Regions from separate parts of the Zea mays genome. Here region 1 is linked to region 2. Evidence: chromatin contacts called from public Hi-C data. All regions are on one chromosome and are shown on one strand. The core of a region is the stretch at or near the end of the contact, and the rest is flanking DNA. Distances in the headings are between cores, read along the strand shown.

Evidence for each region. Hi-C and Micro-C count contacts between places; a contact is called where the count stands out from the background.
Region 1: a contact with region 2 is called in a Hi-C map of root tip, with 4 times the contacts expected there. The contact joins the promoter of LOC100281744 here to the promoter of LOC100273699 in region 2. A contact is called at or near these places in 5 of 25 Hi-C or Micro-C datasets (bundle sheath, ear, leaf and 2 more).

The regions. Positions count from the first base shown.
Region 1 is chr1:43,620,839-43,626,533 of Zm-B73-REFERENCE-NAM-5.0, reverse strand. LOC100281744 reads right to left here and starts at 3,922. Exons shown (of 12, transcript NM_001351094.1): 1 at 3,468-3,922; 2 at 3,301-3,362; 3 at 3,100-3,192; 4 at 1,523-1,723; 5 at 1,344-1,427; 6 at 1,093-1,188; 7 at 932-1,009; 8 at 755-844; 9 at 603-667; 10 at 390-471; 11 at 240-326. The coding sequence starts at 3,738. The coding sequence ends at 267.
Region 2 is chr1:43,345,074-43,350,664 of Zm-B73-REFERENCE-NAM-5.0, reverse strand. LOC100273699 reads right to left here and starts at 1,650. Exons shown (of 2, transcript NM_001148111.1): 1 at 218-1,650. The coding sequence starts at 1,545. The coding sequence ends at 235. It overlaps LOC100278941, which reads right to left. Exons shown (of 9, transcript NM_001367126.1): 6 at 3,888-3,967; 7 at 3,701-3,792; 8 at 3,528-3,588; 9 at 2,936-3,356. The coding sequence ends at 3,297.

The sequences.
Region 1 (5,695 bases), core at 2,673-5,172, 270 kb before region 2:
CCCAAGCAAACTAAGGAACGGATATTCACCCACAAATGTCTAGTAGTAGTCTCCCCATTCGTTTTAAGGTGCACCAAGTCAAACCATGCATTACATTTTATAAAAGAAGCATGTCACTCAAGTGACTTGCCCAACTCCAACATATTATGTCGTTGAAACTGAAAATAAAAGAATGTTCTTTCGTTCACCATACTATAGTAACAAAGCACAAAAAGTAGACAATGTTATTCATTACTCACCAGTATGTAATCTGCAGTACTTTCAATCTAAGGTTCATTCACATCTGTAGGATAGCTTCCAAGAACTCTTAAAAATGTTGCAAACTCCTGAAATAAAGCAACATGAGCACAGTTTACATTCACCAGATTGTACTAACAGAGAAAGAGCACCTTCAGATTTCCAAGAGCATTCTGAGTCTTTGGATCAGCCATTGATGCTTCAAGGTCAACATAAAAAAGGTAATCAAAGTTCCTGGTGCAATCCAGGATTGGATGGGTTAGAAAGATATAAACACTTGCCCAGCACAAGTAATGCTCATATTCATGCAAAACTGCAGGTAGTGAAATTGAATGATTTAGAAGGCCACAGGTTTAGCATCTAACTTTAAGAGTGAGGAACAGTCATCAGATACCCGAAGAGGCCTTTCCTTGTGTGGACGACTTTCAATCTGCACATCCATTCAAAAACAGAGCACAGATAGTGAATCATTTGTACAAAATGCATGGAACTGACAAGACAAAGTTGTTTGGTAGACCTTTGTGAGGTTGATGTCCCTCAGTGCAAATACAGCAAGTGCCTTAAAGAGCTGTCCAGGTCCTTCTTCTAGTGAAAAGACTATGCTTGTCTAAAAAATGGTCATACAACAAATCAGCTGTGGTGACAATGAGGATAAGCAGTGATAATGGAAAAGAGCTTGCACAAATATGGGTACCTTAAATGGTTTATCAGTGCGAGGTATGATGGGTTCTCGAGCTAGCATCATAAAACGGGTGACATTATCTTTGTCATCCTAAATAAATTGACAGGTTAATTTTCAGAACAAAGATCAGAATGTGTATCTTATTTAAATATTTTAGCATGAACTCGCTGTACCTGAATATTCTCAGCAAGAACATCCAATCCATACAGTTTAGCCGCCAACGAACTAGCAATAGCACCAGTGTCCTGGAGCATATGTTCTGCAACAATCTAGGAAAGAATGCTATTGCTATGATTAAAAACAGAGAGTTCAACATAATGGGTAACTGAAATCACAATCTATAAAAGAATAAAAAAAGAGTTGCTAAAAAAGGGATATCTGAATTAAAAGGTGATTTTTAGGTGAACAAAACCCCTCAATCTACCTTTGCTGCACCAGCAGTGTCGTCAACAGCTTCTCTATGCTCAATTCCTAGTGATGTTAATGTGTGCTCACATTGCGCAAGAGCCTATCAATTAAAATAAATGATATGGTTGCAAGATTACCTCCGATGAAAACAAGCAGTAATGAGAGTAGTAAAGACAGATCAACCAAGCAGTTCACCTGGGGATGACTCATAGCACTTTTCAGGTTTTCAATCTTCACGCCAGGATTGGCTAATAAGCAATGGCGAACCGCAAGGCGAACTTCTCCTACAATGTGCAAACTATGCCGAAGCAAAAGATCATAATTCCTATGTATGCTACCTCCCAATGAATTCTCAAGTGGCAGTACGGCCCTATCAGCTACCCAGTTTTGAACAGCCTGTCAAAGGAGAACATGAGATAAAACAAAAGTCACATCAATACACTAACTAGAGAAGTGTATCTTTAAGACAAAACACATATACCTCTCTGAAAAATAGTTTTAGAAGAAAAAAAATTATGTTACATGTTAACCTACTTTTAGTGCAATGGTACAAATCTCTCCTGTGCTAGAAAAAAATATTACCCTACTGCTACCAAGTCACAAAAATGTGCTTCCCTTATAGTCTATTTCAGGAAATTGACATGATAAGTAAATTTAGCCTCATCTATCTCAATTTTCAAAGAACACAACTACACAAGAGCAGATATGTGGCATTTTTTACATTCCGCAAGCACGATAAATTCGTATGAGCAATAGCCCCCCCAAAAAATGGTATGAACAACATTGCTGGCTAGAGCTTGTTTTTTCTAACACAGCATGGGAAGCATTTAATGCATATTATGTGTTAGTGATGATTATTTCTACCAATTAGTGTGTTAAACAAAAGCAATATGGAGCCAGTCCAATTCAGCAGTGGCGGAGCTACATGGTGGTCCTTGTGGGCCACGGACCACCATGCGCTCAGTACAACCAAAGTCCATACAAGTCTACAATTGGGACAATCGGATGGAGCGACACTTCAACAAATTTACTGCAGACGGGGCAGCGGACGTGGCCATAGGCTGTAGGCATCTCTGTGACGCAACTGTGAGCAACCCTGGCGGCAAGCTGCAGTCTAGCAGGCAGCAGGTACAAGTACGACTTGACGTTTCACGTTTGTAAAGGCTCCAACCGACAAAGCTAATTAGCCTGTTGTCACTATCCCCGTCAAACGAGTATTGTTTGTACCCGTCGCAACAACACGTGTTGATAGAGTATTTTCTGCAATAATACTTGTCAAGAATAAATTAAGAAATAAGATGGAGATAGTCTTTTGATGATTGTCTCGTCATTTTTTGTCGAACGATATATTTTCTTATAAGTGGGTGAAGATGATATCATAAATACTTTCATGGCTATTAAGAGGTGTAGGTCCAACAAAAAAAGTAGAATTATATTTTTTCTTAAACTATCATCATTAGTATGTAAGGTATAATTGTTATACTTTTATTTTTAATATGTTAGATGATTATAAGACCTTTTTATTTGATTATATTGTATTTGGTAATTTTTTTATTTAGAAACCGATGTGTTGCATTTATATAGTCAAAAAAATCTAGTTAGACCACCCGTCACTAAAATCCTAGGTACGCCACTGCAATTCAGCCTTGGTACTTCTCAATAGGTTTCGTAAGACAACATTTAACCACTTGCAATCTGGTATCCTACCAAAATCGCAACATGAGTCAAGTAAAGTAACTAGGATGTGCTGAACAGGCAACACCCTTTGTTACCTGAAATGCAGTGTCGAAGTGCTCACAGGGCACAGTCTCACAATTCGGGTACGCCTTCTTTGCTGCTGCTTCGCTGTACGCTCCAGCACAACCCTAAGTTTAACACCATAACCAAACTCCCTTAAATTATCTGAAACACACAAGCACAGTCCTAAGGAAATTGAAACAGCACCCGTGAGACGCGTTTCGTCGAGCACCTACCTGGTAAGCAACCTTGAGCCCCTTCCCGTCCACCTCCATGACGTCCGCACTTGTGAGCGGACCTAAACACAGCCAAAAAAAAAACACGCAGATCACAGATTAGCACCGTTTGATTAATCAAACCCGAGATTAGCAAACGCAAGGACCGTCGCGTCCGCGCGACTTACGAGGCAGCCAGTGGGGATCGCGGGCGGCGGGGACGGAGGCGGGCGCTGGCGGGCGACGCAACCCGTTAACGTCCACAGACTCGACGCCGTCCGACACCGTTAGCCGAGGCGGCGAGGTGGGAGAGATGGAGATGGAGTTGGGGTTGGAGTTGTCACCGTTGGAGGCGCTGCATTTGAGAGAAAAGCGGCGGTGTGGCGAGAACGGGGTGGCGTTGGTGGATCGGGCACGGGCGGGGAAGAAGGGGGTCCGGAGGCAGGCCGTGGGCGCCATTGCCGCCGCCGCGCTAAAGGCCTTATGGCCCTCCCACCTGGTCGTCAGTCACACGAGACGAGAGGACACGGAGCTTTGCCTGGTCGCCGACACATCCGGAGTTGCGGACCGGAGTCAGTATATTTTTGCCAACATGATACGGCCCAGAATATTTTGCCAACATGAGCCGGTCTGTCTAGCCCAGCACAACAAATTCAGGCTCGCCCTTGCTTGAGGATGTCGTGGTTTAATTTATACCATATGATGGAGGTGTATACTAGCTTACACATCCTCGTATCTATATTTAAATTTTACTCTACGAATAATACAGTCTACAGTACAAAACAGTATAAAACAATATTTTAAATAATCATATGGATGAATTGATGGACACGGTCTAAACAGTACCAATACCGTTTTTATATTTTTTTATAGAACATGAAATCGAAAATGATTACTACAGAAAACAATATTGGTATTTCGGAAACATCGAAAACGAAAGTTCGGTACGAAAAATATACCAGTAACAATCGAAATCTAAAATACAATCGGAAAAGATACCAATATGAAAATATCTCAGTATAACAAGTTCACAATACAAAGAAGTTTACAAAGATCATAAAGACCACAAGTTCTCCATTCGCAATATAACAAATTCACAAAGATCACAAATTCATAATATAATAAATTCACAAAGATCGCAAGTTAATAGTATAACAAGTTCGGTTCATAGAGATCACAAGTTCACAGACTCAAAGTTTATAAGTTGGTAAGTTCACAAACTTCACAATTCATAATATCCACTCGCTCCAGCTGACATGGCATATTTTCGCATAAAATATTTTTTCTCAAATAAAGAGTTATATGTCGTATCCTCAGAGGAAAACCCTAAAATCTAGTGTCTAAAAAAGGCAGGCTATCGGCTCTCTATCATTATCTATATCACTATATAAACCACCAATTTAAACTTTGAAAACCCCACCCAACCAAATCACCCTTGCACTCATAACCTCCACTAAATTCACCAAACAAATTGCACTAGACTTAACACATATCATCAAAACCAATGGTTCAGATCGCTGGATAACCCTCTCTCCCTTAGATTGTTTCCAGCAGTTTACCCCATATGGTCATCCAAAACACTGTTTTACATTGTTTTACACTCTAGACTACACTATTTATAGGGTGGAGTTTGAATATGGATATGAGATGGGTAAGCTGCTGAAGATAGTCTCACACGCTCAAATCTAGTGAACAACATTCTTTGGATCCTCTACCATCCCTCTCCTTCTCATTCTCTCACAATCTTGGCGCCCCTAGCCTCTCCATGACTCCATCCCCCTCCCCTCACTCGCGCTGTTGTTGCCCCCGCCGTCGACCCCTCTCCTCCCTAAGATCGTAGCGTTAACATAGACTATATAGTAGTATATTACTAATACATAACATCTACATAAAAAAGGGTGGATTCGTTCGATATACCAAATCACCTATTCCAACTGCCTCCACCATCTATCCCTAAAAATTCTTAACGCGTCCAAAAAATACAAAAAGAAGTAATCCGGCTATAGAGACGTACATGCGGTGCGACAAATCACCTTTAGGAGGAGGAGGACCTGGTTGGTCCGCCTATGGGCTGTGCCCGAGTTGCTTGCCTTCTGAAAAATTCTAAGACACAATTTTGGAAAATTCTGAGACACAAATCCTGTAATTTCCATAAAAAATCGGTAACTGAAGTAAATGGTCGGTAAAATATCACGTTGATTTCGATAGAAAATTTTGTAAATCGATTTTTTTATTAAACAACATCGTTACCGGGGAATCCAATAAAAAAACTAAAATTAGTTTGCAGAATACCGAAAAACTACGAAATTGTTTTCATCCATAACTTTAGTAACACATCTCTCGTGTAAGTTAAGAGCTCCTCTATACTTAAAATTTATTGCATATATAGTAATTTAACTAGTTTTTAATTTATATA
Region 2 (5,591 bases), core at 401-2,900:
GCATGTACAAACACAATATCAGGTATAATGACAGTCTTGGTTAACTGATACATTTGACTGAACAATCTGGATCTCTGTGTTGCTAATTCACTCATGAGGAAAGGTGCCTAAGTGTTGTGTTGTGCTGTGTACTTGGTGAAATGCACTAATAACCATATCAAGCCGAGCGTGGGCAGCAATGAACAAAGTGACGCGAACAAGACCAAAGATCTCGTACCTAGCATTGGAGAGTTCTCAAATCCAATCCTGCTCCTGCAACTTAAGAGGCAGGTAGACCTCAGTGAGGTACTGGAACCCGAAGGAACTGAGGGCCTGTATCTCAGCCTTTTGCTTGGTGCGAAGCATCGTCTCCAGCTCCTTCACCCAGCCCTCATTCTGCTTCACGAAGTCCTCCTCGAGCAGCTCTTTCCCCACCTTGATATCGTGATCGGTCATGGGGAGACGGCACTGCTCCGGCACTCTGTACTTGTCCAGGTCGCTCGGCCGGACACCGAGCCACTTGATGTCCGGCGTCGTCAGATTGGCACTGTCATACGACATGTTCTTGGAACCACACATGTACACCGACAAGATCTTGAGCCCGTATGGATCGGAATCCACCAGCGCGAGCACTGGCAGCTTCAGCTCAACCTTGAGCCTCCGCAGGAACAGCCGGGTGGCGACATCTGGCTGCCCCTTGGCCGTCAGAATGATGCAGGGGAAGCGGTTGTAGAACCTGTCCTCGGCGAGTCGCATGAATGCAGCGTCCTTCTCCACCAGGAGGATGAAGAGCGCGTCGCTCTCGATGCCCGAGACCCTGTCGACGTTGGGCGGAATGGCCTTGCCGCCGACGCCCATGCGCGTGCAGTCGATCCGGTCCCCGTCGTCGGCGAAGACGAGGCGGCCGACGACGACGCCCTTCTCGGAGGCGACGACGTGGAGCGAGGACCTGGTGCATCCGAGCATGCAGGAGACGTCGTCGAGGACGGCGTCAGACTGGGTCTGGTCGCCGAAGAGCTTGACGTCGGTGTAGAAGAGGTCACGCTTGGTGACGTGGATGCCCCTGCCGAGGACGGCGTGGACGAGGGAGAGGACTCGCGCCGTGATGGTGGCCTTGCGCGCGGTGGCGACGTTGGCGAAGGGGCGCGCGGACTCGCGGCGGACGAGCACGATGCGGTCGAGGTCCGGGAGGTAGACCTGGTTGGAGGCGGCGCGCGAGGGCACCGCGAAGGAGAAGCCCCGGCCGGAGAGGATGCTGCGCGCGGCGGCAAGGACGAGGCGGTTGATGCGGGAGGTGACGGAGGTGGAGTCCTGGTCGGCCACCACGATGTACGAGGAGGCGGGGTCCGCGCACGGGTCGTGGTCCGCGAGGGACCTGGCGGCGGCCTTGGATTTGGAAGCGGAGGCAGAAGCGAGGGAGCGGAGGGTGGCCAGGATGGAGGCGTCGGGGCGGAGCTTCGAGCGGAGGGACTCGGCGTACGACGCGGCCGAGGAAGCACGCGGCTTCTTGGAGCTGGATGCGGCGCCGGCCGCGCTCGCACCGGCGCGGCGCTTTTTCTCCGACATGGGGAGGAGCGAGAGATCGGAAGGCGGCGGAGGGAAATACGGGGTTCTGGGGCGCAGATGACGGCGTCGGCGGCGGGGCTTAGCTCGAGCGCGGCTGCGATTTGGTCTGGTGGTGACTGGTGAGGAGTGTGGAGGACCGACTGACCGAGTACCGGAGGAGGGCTGTGCCGCGCGCGGCGTCTCGGCTGGGCTAAGCTAATGGGCCGAATAGCTTATGGGCTCAAGGCCGCAATGACACAAAACTATAGATGAGCAAACTAGTCATGCTCGGCACGATACGACCTGGGCTCATGCCAAGGCACGACATGACCAGGCCCACGGGTCTATCGGGCCAAGCATGCACAATCATGCGTGGGCACATCCCTTTGAACCATTTTTTCGGGTCAAGCCAGCCCGAAAAGCCCTAGCCAAATAGAGTGTCGAGCTAGCACGAAAACACAATTTGAACAAAAACATGCACAATTTCAACATCCAACACAATTTGAACAAAATATACACAAAATTTGAGTTGTTAATGCAATGTTGTCTCGTTAAAAACCTTTATAGGTAAAACTCATACCTCGTGAGAAACCCTAGAAAGGAAAAAAGTACGACCAACTCAGTTTATAATTCAAATGTTCAAATTTATTACAAGCCAAAGGGTGATATCAAATTAGATCAGAATTCACGACGTAGCCCCCCTTCTCGGCTCCGTACCTCAACGGCCTTGGCGGCACTAGCACGACCACGACGTAGTCGGCCGATGACCTACCAAAGCCCACAAGCAAGCAGCGAAGAGGAGATTAGGGTTAGGGATTGCCGATTGGAGAGGGAGAGCCGAAGAGGGACGTACCTGCCTAGCCGGAGCTCAAAGCCGGAGACAAGGATCTAGTGCACAACGACGCTTGACGAGCCGATAACCGACGACGACGAGATTTGGGTTAGGGATTTCTGGATTAGGGAGGGACCGAGGGAGAGCCAGAGAGGGGCAAGCCGCACAAAAGGAGTGTAGGAGACCCGCCGATGTCGCCGGTGATGAAATTTCGATGGTGGCGACAACAACAGCGAGGCAAAGACGGCGCGACGGGCAGACCACGAACAAACGAATCGAGTGGGGAGAGGAGCAGGAGAAGCCGTGTGGGAGTGGGACACTGGGATGAGACGAGGGGAAGGGGGATGTCGTGTGTGCCTTATGCCCTGCACCCCGACACCGAGGCGGCCCCGTGCCTGCTGTTTTCTGGCGGGCCGGGTCGCGCAGCAAGCACTATGGATAGCCCAAGCATGGCCTCGTTTATTGTGGCGGTCCGGCCCAGGCACGAACCCAGTCGGGCAAAAAAAAGAGCCTCGGGCTACATGCTCATGTATACACACACAGAACATCAACGAGTCTCGCAGAACATCAACAACAACGAGTCTCGTACGTCCTATATATTATTCCTAGCAGATACTCAGAACTTCATCGATTTCTATACAGAACCATACATATGTTATGTACACGCACGAGCTTGTTTGGGAGCAAGAAAAATAAAAGGAATTTGAGGGGCTAAAATCCTCTTGTTACTCAGAATTAAATAGCAAGGGGATTCTAGCCCTTACAATCCTTTCCCCCTTGCTACCAAAACATAAACGTAAGGTTCCCCGTGCGTCGTATGTTACGAAAAAAGAGAGCCCATGCATCCTGAACAGGATCGCTGAAGATTGAGGGCTGATTACAACCTGACTTTTACAACGAGATATAGAGTGACTGTGTGGTCGTGGGGCACACTGATTTTCTAGGAACAGCAAGCTCTCAACACATCCTGCATGTCAGGATCATCTCCGGCTTCTTTGTCCTGTTAAAAGAGATACCAGAAAAGAGAAGTTGCATTCAGTGTGACAGTGTCATAGTATGATAGTATTCTTTTTTCATGGGGAGAACAGAAGGGGTTTGCCCCTATTGATTATATATACGTACTTTATAATCAGAACAAGCGGTACAAAGTTTTCGTAAAAGGGGCACTGACCTTGTGGATGTACAGGATGTTATCGATACCTGGACCTGCAACAATTAACCCCCCTTGATACCTAGAGAAAATGCAATGTATCAATGCTATAAAGACAATTGCAAAAACTCTAACAGCCAACTCGAATTTCGGGTTTACAACAGCAAAAAGGCGAAGCCAGAAGGCAAACATACCATCCGCCTTTTGTCCTGGTGTTCTTCTCGAATGACAATTCCCAGTCCTGCCTGTATCCTTCCCTGTACAACTGTATTATCTTGAGGCCAGCCTATGAAATGATGGAAAGAACCGTTTATGTATACGTTGGGGTTGGGGAACATAAACTACACAGCATGCAAAATTTATGTCCAGTATAAGGGTTACCGCGGGCGTAAAGGTGGAGAACAACCCGAATGCAAATTCAAGAGCGTCATACGATGAGTGAGTAGGGTCAGCATACACTTCTGTAATGTAAATCACCAGATTTGTCATACAGTGGACAGTAGTTCGAGTTTTGCACTAGAAAGTATGAATCAGAAAACACATCGTCACAGATTTACACACTTAAACACCTACCAGGAAATCAAGAGAACAATTATTTTTCACATTTATGCAAAAAAGAAATAAAGAAAAGGATCCAGCTGTGCGTTTTTACTTAGCTTATTTATTATCGGACAGTTCATCACGAAACACCCAAATCACGGCTCTTAAGGCAGCAAAGCGTCATATACTCATATGGTGATTTGGATGTGCCTTATCGCCTAGGTGATACCCTAACTTAAATCAGTACTTGATTTCGTTTCCAAACAAAAAGTAGGACACACGCTTTACCTGCCGAACGTAAATTTCAGTCCCAGGTCTGTGATTACCTTCATGAGTTGTATATATGCTTGCATACGGCCACACCAAGTCATGGTAAAAGCAACATCAACCACTTGGGTGTTGTATTTATGATAGAGTCAATGGACCTAAGCCCGTTACACAAGAGCCCATTACAAGGAATACACAGATACTAACACCCCCCGCAATCGAAACTCTAGCCACGGGAGATGTTGAGACTGGACCGAAACTCCTCAAACACCGACGTAGGGAGGCCCTTGGTGAAGATGTCGGCAAATTGAGAAGTGGTCGGGACGTGAAAAACCCGCACGTCTCCAACAGCAATCCACTCGCGAACGAAGTGGAGGTCCAGCACGAGATGTTTCGTGTGCTGATGCTGGACGAGGTTGGTGGAGAGGTACATGGCGCTGACGTTGTCACAATAGACAAGGGTGCTCCGCGTCAGCGGACTGTGTAGCTCCTAGAGCAGCTGACAAAGCCACGCCGCCTCGGCGACGGCGCTAGCCACTGCGCGATACTCGGCCTCGGCGCTGGAGCGGGAGACGATGGGCTACCGCTTCGAAGACCAGGAGACGAGGTTGTCGCCAAGGAAAACGACGAAACAGGAAGTGGACCGACGAGTATTGGGACAACCACCCCAATCGGCGTCGGTGTAGACGACGAGGTCAGTGGTCGTAGGTCGGCGAAGAAGAAGGCCGAAGTCGGTGGTGCCTTGGAGGTACCGAAGGATCCGCTTCGTAGCGGTGAGATGCGGCTCCTGCGGGCGTGCATATGAAGGCACACCTGCTGGACAGCATAGACGATGTCGAGATGGGTGAAGACAAGGTACTGCAATGCTCCGACAAGACTCTGATAACTGGTCGGATCAGCCACCGGAGAGCGGGCGTCGGTGGAGACCTTGCCCTGAGTGTCCACCAGAGTCGAGCAGGGATTACAATCAGCCATGCCAGCTCGCTTGAGGATGTCAACAGTGTACTGGCACTGGTGGAGGAACAGGCCCTGGGGCTGACGCTCAACAGTGATCCCCAGGATGTGGTCCAACTTACCCAGGTCCTTCATGGAGAATTCCTGCTGAAGAGAGGTGATGATGTGCCGCAGGAGGTCGAGGGAGGAGGCCGTGAGGACGATGTCGTTGACGTAGAGGAGGTAGGCAGTATCATGCCATGGTGAAAGACGAACATGGAGGTGTCAGCCTTGGCCTCAACAAAGCCCTTTGAGAGCAAGAAGGTGATGAAGCGACTTTACTAG